2 separate regions of the Mus musculus genome follow, and region 2 is linked to region 1. The links are chromatin contacts, called in public ChIA-PET maps. All regions are on one chromosome and are shown on one strand. Each heading gives the region's core, a stretch centred on a gene start, on an enhancer-like site or on the middle of the called end of the contact. The rest is flanking DNA. Distances are from core to core; before and after follow the strand shown. Region 1 holds the start of Fut4 (fucosyltransferase 4). Region 2 holds the start of Izumo1r (IZUMO1 receptor, JUNO).

What was found. ChIA-PET counts read pairs in DNA pulled down with a chosen protein or histone mark.
Region 2: an RNA polymerase II ChIA-PET map of memory CD8 T cells shows a contact between it and region 1, with 6 read pairs. The contact joins the promoter of Izumo1r here to the promoter of Fut4 in region 1. A contact is called at or near these places in 2 of 115 datasets of contacts at active chromatin or transcription factors (effector CD8 T cells and memory CD8 T cells) and 1 of 9 other capture datasets (liver).

Annotation. Positions count from the first base shown.
Region 1 is chr9:14,749,666-14,753,791 of GRCm38.p6, forward strand. Fut4 (fucosyltransferase 4) reads right to left here and starts at 2,457. Exons shown (of 1, transcript NM_010242.3): 1 at 1-2,457. The coding sequence starts at 2,331. The coding sequence ends at 1,030.
Region 2 is chr9:14,901,916-14,906,041 of GRCm38.p6, forward strand. Izumo1r (IZUMO1 receptor, JUNO) reads right to left here and starts at 1,852. Exons shown (of 5, transcript NM_022888.3): 1 at 1,798-1,852; 2 at 468-608. The coding sequence starts at 605.

The DNA of each region.
Region 1 (4,126 bases), core at 1,207-3,706:
TTGAACAAAACCTGGACAGAACCCAGCCAACCACAGACAGACTCCACTAAAGCTTTCCTTTTCCTTGTGCACAAACTCAGAGTCCACCAAAATCTTTACTGTTCTCTCTGCACAGCAGCCATCGCTGCTGAAGAACTCACATTCCAGGTTAAATTTCAGCCCCAACAGAGACACAGAATAAGCACATTTGTGGACAACATGTCGCCATTTATGTCTCTTCCATTCGTAAGCACTGGCTGGGAAATGAGTGGGAAGATTGCTTGTGACTCTTCCATATCGGTGTTTTTTAATGTTTTCCCAATCCAGGTCGTGGGAAGCTCTAAAGACAGAAGAAGTAATTAGAAGACGGTCATTCACATTGTAAAGGGACTTTTCACTTTTCATTCATTTCTACTAAGTACTTTCACTCTTTTGGGACCCTGAATTTGGGGTGTCACTTCATGCAGCTTTTCAGGAGAAGGATTCTAGCAGGAAGCGAGGTGCACCCAAGTCTTCATCTTAATTTTCCTCTGAAGATAATCTTGACTCTTGTTTCTATTCACAGGGCTGGGGACACACATGGCTGGTGAAGGAACTCAATGGCTTCTTGTCTTTTCCAGGTTCAGACGGTTTGAGGAATCCAACCACCAAAGAAAACCCCACCTGTGGGCACAATCCTTCCACTATCTCATACCCACCGGCTTTCAAAAACCTGTGGTCTGCTCTTCATTGTTCCAAGCAACCATGACCAGAGAACAAATATGTCTAAACTTTAGCAGCCACATGGGCACCTGATAAGGCCTGTGGCCAGGATAGGCCACTTCTTCACATGGGTGACAGGTAAGGAAGGGCCAGCCTCCTTCACCCAGGACACCGCAGCCCCTTACCAGAAAGCCAGACCACCTCTCTGTAAAAAAGCCACGAGGGCCTGGGAATTTTCCCACCCTTGTGCTAAATAATATTAATTGGTAACTCATCTTCACATAAAGAAAAATTGGGTATTTAGAAAACGCAGCCAAGGCGATGTAGTCAGTTCACAGCAGAATGGCCTCATCGCTGGAACCAGTCTGCCAAGTTGTGGATGCTCTTGGGCTGGTCCCCAGAGGTCTGCACAGCTTGGCATGTCCGGCACCATTGCTCATCCCAGAAAGAGGTGATGTGCACTGCAAAGCTCCGGCGCCAGCGGAAGTAGCGGCGATAGACAGCCACGTTTCGGTCGAGAAAGAGCAGGTAGGCAGCCAGGGAAGCAGCATTAGGGAAATCGTCCACGTGGATGAAGGCGCCACGAGGCACGAAGCGCTCATAGTTGGCACGATCTGGGCCGAGCACCACTGGCACGGCCCCAGCCAGAAAGGCATTCCGCCACAGCTTCTCGGTGATGTAATCCACGTGCCGTGAGTTCTCAAAGGCTAGATAAAACTTGTAGCGGGCCACAGTGTGCAGCAGCCCGATGGCTGGCACTGGCCGTCCGGGTCCCGTCCGACCAAACACGTCCACAGACACGTGCCGACTCAGCTGGTGGTAGTAACGGACCCGTGCCTGGTGCTCGTTCCAGTTGCTCACAACCCAGGCCACCAGTCCTCGCTTGCGGGCCAGCTGGGGGCCCAAGCCTGAAGGCTGTTCAGTTGGATCGCTCCTGGAATAGAGGAAGCCATAGGGCACGAAGACATCCGAGTCGGTCCGGTAGGACAGTGTCCAATTGAAGAGGTCCTTGGCCAAGCCCCGCAGCCCTGGAGTATGGGAGGGCGATTCGAAGTTCATCCACACCCACCTCTGCCCAGGGGGACGAGAACCTACGGTCTCCAGGGCTTTGCCAGTTAGCGTCACTGCTCCCTCCTGGTCGTCGAACACGCGTAGTACCAGCGCCTTATCCGTGCGTTCTCGGGCGCCCCAGGGCGGGGGCCAGTCGTGGAGTTCCTTCACCAGGTCGCGGTGGTGGAACAGCACTGCCTGAGCCTCCCCGTAGGCCGCGCGGTCGGTGAGCAAGCGGCAGCCGCTGATGTTGAAGCGCAGGCTGCAATCGGGGGGAGACTTGGGGTAGCCGCCGCGCCCCCTAAAGGGTTCCCACCAGAGCAGCACACCCACCAGGCGTTGCGGAGCTGGGGACGCCCAGGGCAGTGGCGGCAACTGTCCCCAGCAGATGAAGGTGGTCAACGCGGTGCACAGTAGTCCCACTGCCGCCAGCGAAGAGACGCTCCGGGGTAGTCCCCAGCCTCCACACCGTGTGCGACGCCGGTACCCCGGCGTCTCCATGTGGCGTCCACGAGTGGCCACCGCGGCTCGCCACGCGTCCACCGTCCGTGAGGGGCGGCACCGGCTCTCATGCTGTAGCTCTTGCCGGGCCGGAGCCATGGAGGGGGCGGGCGGGGCATCGGCGGACCCACGGGCGGTGCCTCGCCCCTCCCAAGTCCAGGATAAGGTGAGCCGGGCCGGCAGCCCTGGCCCAGCGCCACCCTGACCCTTCCAGACACTGTTCTCCTAGCCCTGCGGGCCCGGCCTGGGGCGTTTCCTGCTGCGCCTGCGCTGGCTGTCCTGCCCAGCCAGGGCTCTTGGACTCCGAGAAACAGCGCCCCGCTGGCGCCTCACCTGGGGTCGTGGCCTCTTGCTGCGCCTTCGTTGTTCCTGCGCCTAGGCTGGCAAACCCTCGCCTTGCACTGGATACCTCCCCCAGAAGCCTCGAAGGGGTGGTGGGGTGGGGGTGCGATCCCACTGTAGAACTCAGAGCAGAATCAGCTTCCTTATTTCACTCTGCCTGGCCAACGACGCCCCTGGGGGGAAGAGGGGGAGGGAGGGAGGAAGGGAGCCCTAGAACAGCTGGAATGTAGTCAGGACAAAACAGGTCAGCTGTGGAGTCAGACACCAGCTGGGGCAGTGTGACTGGTCCTAAGAACCAGCATCCTCTGAGAGAATTATGTGTCAGTGGCCTTTCCAGACCAACCAACCCCTACCCTTTCTTTTTATTCACAGAAGCTATGGTTGTAATTCAGATATGAACCAAAGATGTGAGACCAACAAAGTATTGCAGGGCTAGCTATGCAAGCCTACCATCAGTATCACATGACATAGCCAGAAATGGCCACTTCATGCTGTTTTTTTTTAAGATTTATTTATTATTATATCTAAGTACACTGTAGTTGTTTTCAGATGCACCAGAAGAGGGCGTCAAATCTCATTACGGATGGTTGTGAGCCACCATGTGGTTGCTGGGATTTGAACTCAGAACCTTTGGAAGAGCAGTCCGTGCTCTTAACCACTGAGCCATCTCTCCAGCCCCACTTCATGCTGTTAGTGCATTACTGAAATGATCTGTCACTATCTGTTCCTTATGAGAAAGTGACTGGGTATCAAAAGACTGTGACTATGGGAATAGCTTACTGTGACCTTTAGACACTCCATAGGCTTTCAGTGGAAAACAGTAGACATGTATGTGTTCATCAGAATTCAAATTCCACCGAATTAGGTCACTAAGGTTGACTTATCCTGGAGCAGCTGTACATTCATACAGTAATGGCCAGGGAGATTTGGATTGGTTTTAGAACCTTTTCAAGATTGAAGAGATAGAAATGATCCCATCTAAATTTCATGGGATAAAAATGGGAAGAAAGTAGTTCCTTCAAAGATAGTGTGAAGTGCTACTACCTAAAGAAGAGTTAAGCAGAAATGTGCCTCGCCCCATAAATAAGGCAATACTAGTAGACGATGAAGAGGCTGCACTGATGGTGCTCTCAATCTCCTTGGGAATCATTCTAATTTAGTAACAAGGAGGGACTTTATAGTTAGAGGTCTCCTGTTTCACAGAGCATTGCTCAGGGGGAATCAGCTTTCAATTCTCTGTGTAAAGATAACAGCAAGGTCAGCTATAAAGGAAGACTGTTTGTATGCTAAGGTTGTGTAGATAAATGCCCTATAACTCAACGGTCAGGTGGAGGGAATCAATTCACAATTTGCAAAGGTTGTCTGTTTGCCTCCCATTTCGTATAGGCCCAGGCTCTGTGGGGAAAGGAGCCAGGAGAACTGTAATTCCTAAATTCAAACTCATTCTTTATTCTTCCTCCATGGAAATAGTTCATTTGACTTTTCTATTTGTTTTTGGTTTATGATGTATGGTCCCATGGAGCCCAGGCTGGTCTCAGATTTACTAGGCCTC
Region 2 (4,126 bases), core at 602-3,101, 150 kb after region 1:
AGGCGCACCTGACCATTGACCTCCCTCCCCTCTGCCTTCTTGCCACAAAGTATAGCTTCCAGGTGTCTGCTCCAGGGGGTGGGGGTGGGGCAATAAATCCAGGAAAGCAAATAGAAAGATTCAGGAACCTGGGTGGTTATCACGGGTGGGAGGAGCTTCTCGTTGGAATGTTCCTCCTCCCACAGCCTTTAGGAAACTGACAAGGAGACAAATTAAGGTCTGTCTCGCCAGCGCATGTTGGCAGGGAGGCTTGCTCTGACCCACGGTTAGCTAGCATAGCCTCTGGGATCACCACATGACCTGTTTCCCAAGCGGCCAGAACAGCTTAGTGGCAAAGCCCTAGATGGACCCCAAATTAAGGATCTAAATGATTAGGGGTGGTGGGGTACAGAGACCACCTGGTCTGTATTTCTTCTCAAATAATCCTAAGAAGCTGCCCTAGCCCCTGGGCCAGCGCTGCTCTGTACCTCCTGGTAGAGTTCGTCTTCTGGGCCAGGTTCTTGCTTGTGGCGCTTGGAATTCATGCAGACGCTGAGCAGTTTGTCCCCTGCCAAGGTGGGTAGGACTGCCCACAACCCCAAGAGGATCTGCCACCACTGTGCCATGACCTGCCACAGAGAGAAGCCCATGGTAAAGAGAACCTAGTCTTCTGAAAGACCAGGAAGGTAACACCCACCCCACTCCTGCCAACCACCAGGCACTGAAGAGGGAGGAGGGGCTCCAAGGCTTCCTTAGGTTGCTGAAATATTCTGGCTGCTCCTAGAACCTTCTGTGTAGAGCAGCATCACAGAATGTAGAGTAAGACTTGGATCTGGCACTCATTACAAACCATTGCAGGAATGTAGAAAGCAAACTGACCAACAGGGGAAAAGAGAAGAAAAAGAAAAACAAACAAACAAACAAACAGCAGCTCTGAAGAGGAGGCCAGGCAAGGAATGGATCTAAGCTGCTCACTTAGATACAGTTTGCTAGTTTGGTAATAATATGGATTCGAAGTTTAGAGCTTTAATCCCAGCCCACAGCCAGCCTCTTGGCCAAGTAACCAATTCCCAGTAAACAGATTCTCCTTATGGCAAAAGAACATGGTGGGGTGGGATGTCAAAGCCAGCTTTATCCATCACATGCCAACCCTAGTTCTATTCCCTAGGAAGGGTCCACACCAGCTCCTCAGAGTAGTTCATCCCCACCCTGACCCTTCAACCAATGAGCTTTCCTTAGCTCATTTCAACCAACCCCAGTCTATCTCAGAGACACCCTATGTGTCAGGCTGTAACAGACAGCCTAAGACCCCTGCTGGCCTCTCAGGGCTAGGGGCTGAGGAGACTTCCACCTTTAAGCCCTCATCCTAGCACAGGAACACGAAGGCTGGCTTGTACCTTGGTGTTTGCTGATACATTTCCAGTTCTCTTCTGGGTTGTACTGGCAATGGGGGGCGGTGGTGGAGAGGCTGGACAGAGAGATCGCCCCTCTGCTAGAACAAGGGCAAACCCGGCTTCAGGAGGGCTCCAGTCAGTCCTCACTGCCAGGACTTCATGGGTCTTACGTCACCTAGGCTTGCTGGGAGCCTGCCCTACACATCAGCAGTTTAGCCGGAGTAGTAGTCTACCTCAGGATGTCTGAGATGTGACTTAGAGACCCAGACTCTTCTGCAGAACCCATCCTGAACTCCAAACCCAAGACTGTTCTTCCACAGAGCCAGCTCCAAGTTTGCACAAAGAACAACTATTCTGAAAGACCGGGAAGGTAAGATGAAGAGAGGAAAGACACCAGCCCCCTCAGCATTGTCTTCAGATGTACCTTCAAGGCAGGGCCCTCCTGTTGCTCCTCCTGATGCCAAAGAGGTGAGCGGGCTGAGGGCGCTCCACCCACTGCCCTTTTATCAGCCTTCAGCTTCTATGAGCTACAGGTGTGGAGAGCCGCCAGTAGCTAGACCTGAGTAGCCTGCCTCCAAGAGAGAGAGAGAAACAAGACCTTGTGGTACCAGAGATCCCTGAAGTGGGTGGCAAGTTCAACTCTCAGCACTGCTTCTAACCTGTGAGAACTTGGAAATAACTTAGATTCTATCAGTCTGTTGCTCTGTAATGAGAGCTGTTGGCAGAATCTGTCCGGCGGGGTGGGGGGTGGGGGTGGGGTGAGAGGGATCATGAAAAGTTCACAGCCCAGGGATGTCTTAACAGTCCTTCATCTTTTGTTCTCAGAAGCTTCCTCGGGTCCCTTCCTCTGCTCAGACCCCTGGGGCCTCTGAGTAACAGAATCCTCCCACAGCATCCGGGTCTAGCTTAGCAGCACGCAGGTGCACAGACAGGCAGCTTGGCCAGCCAAGAATTTAAGCAACAATCAAAGCTGAAACAAAAGCCGCCCCTCAGGGCCACCAGGGGCAGCCTGCATTTGCACCCTGTGCCTGGTCTGATCGCTGCTCCAAAGGTCCCATTGGAGGTGATGCCCATAACTTTGCTTGTCTTTTATGTTCTGTCTCCAAAGGAAAAGTAGCCAAAAATCACTGAAATTTCATACAAAAAGTAGTAAATAAATAAAAACATTCCTTGTGATTTCCACCAAGGAAGACAAAGTACAGCACACGGTGTTCAGCTGCCAGTCAATGTACAAAGCACATTGATTTTGTGCAGGGAAAATAGCAGTTTCCATGCGTGGGTATGGAGTACTGAACATCCACGAGGACTAGTCACGGGGCTGGAGGCTAGGGCACTGGTACACAGTCTGGCTTACTGCCTGCAAGAATACCCCAAATGAGCACTCTCTTTTGTAGGGGATACTGAGGCTCGGACAGAGGTTGATGGAGCTAGAATCTGAGAAAGGCTTGTTTGACTCCATATTTAATGCTTATGAACCAGGTGAGGGGGATGCCCCCAGGACTGAGGGGTAGAAACTATCCAGATCTTTAAAAAAATTAAACGTCACAGTCAGACTTTGGGGGTGGGGGTGTGTTGGCTTTTCCGGAACAGAGCAGTAATGGTTATCAGCCCAACTTGCATGTCTGGTCTTCAACAGAGCTGAGACTCATTTCCTGAAGCCAGAGGCCAAATGGAAAGGCATTTCTGCTTCGAGGGTCTCTTTTGTATCGGTGTCCACAGGGACAGCAGAGGCAGGTACTCACGTCTGTCCTGTATAGACACCCAGGGAGCAACAAGTCTTGACAAGTAAGCGTTTTGGAACTGAACATTAAATTTAAAATGACTGTGGATGTGGCAAGAGCAAGAATCCAAAAATGAGTCACACGAGTCATTACTGGAATGGAAAAATGTCCTCCACAAGGAGGGAGAGAGATAAGGAGGACTCTCTTAGCCACCTCCAGGACAGAGCTATAGGAATTGTGTCAAAATTGCAGCCAGCATGGATGCAGGTGCAGTGGGGGAGGGGTGATTGCAGAGAGCTCCAGGCCAAGCATCTGTCCCTAGAGAAGTGCTGTGAGGCCCTTGAACAGAGCTCATTTTGCCTTATTTTGTCCCAGTCTTCCAGAGAAATCTGTTTTCCGATTGAAGGCTGCTAAATCAGGGCTGGCTGTGGATGGAGCCACTCAAGCAGCCGAAAACAGCAACAGATTAAAGACCAGGGGAAGAGGGGCAGGCAGTTAAAGGCATTCTGAAGGGGGAGGGAGGGGCAGTGAATGGGGTGACCTGAAGTGACAGGGATGCTGGATGGTGATGCCTGTCCTGTCTTCCCACCGTTTGGGTTATCAGGTCATCCAAAGCAATGCATTTGAAGACAAACAAAAAACAAAAAAGCTAGGACACCCCAGGGTATCTGAAGTCTGCAGCCAGTGCCAAGGCCTGACAGGAACTCTTCTTCTCAAGTATCCTCCTTACCCCCTGAATAATTAAACTCCCTTGCAAGTTTGTAGCTCTGGCAGAGGGCAGCGTGCCTCTCACTCTGGATGGTTCAATCTAATGTGAGGTGTTGTTGGCTTAAGCTCCTGTTCTTCCTGCAGCAGGGGTAGTGCTCAGAGACTCCAACCAGGCTCCCTGGTTCCCTCCAAGGCAATATCCATGCAACAGTCAAAACGGTAAAACTTCCCAGGGCGTTACTCTAACATCTGCCAACATCGGGAAAGTTGAGAGAACTTCACAGTGGATACTCATCTCCAATTTGATTTTATACGTTCTGTTTT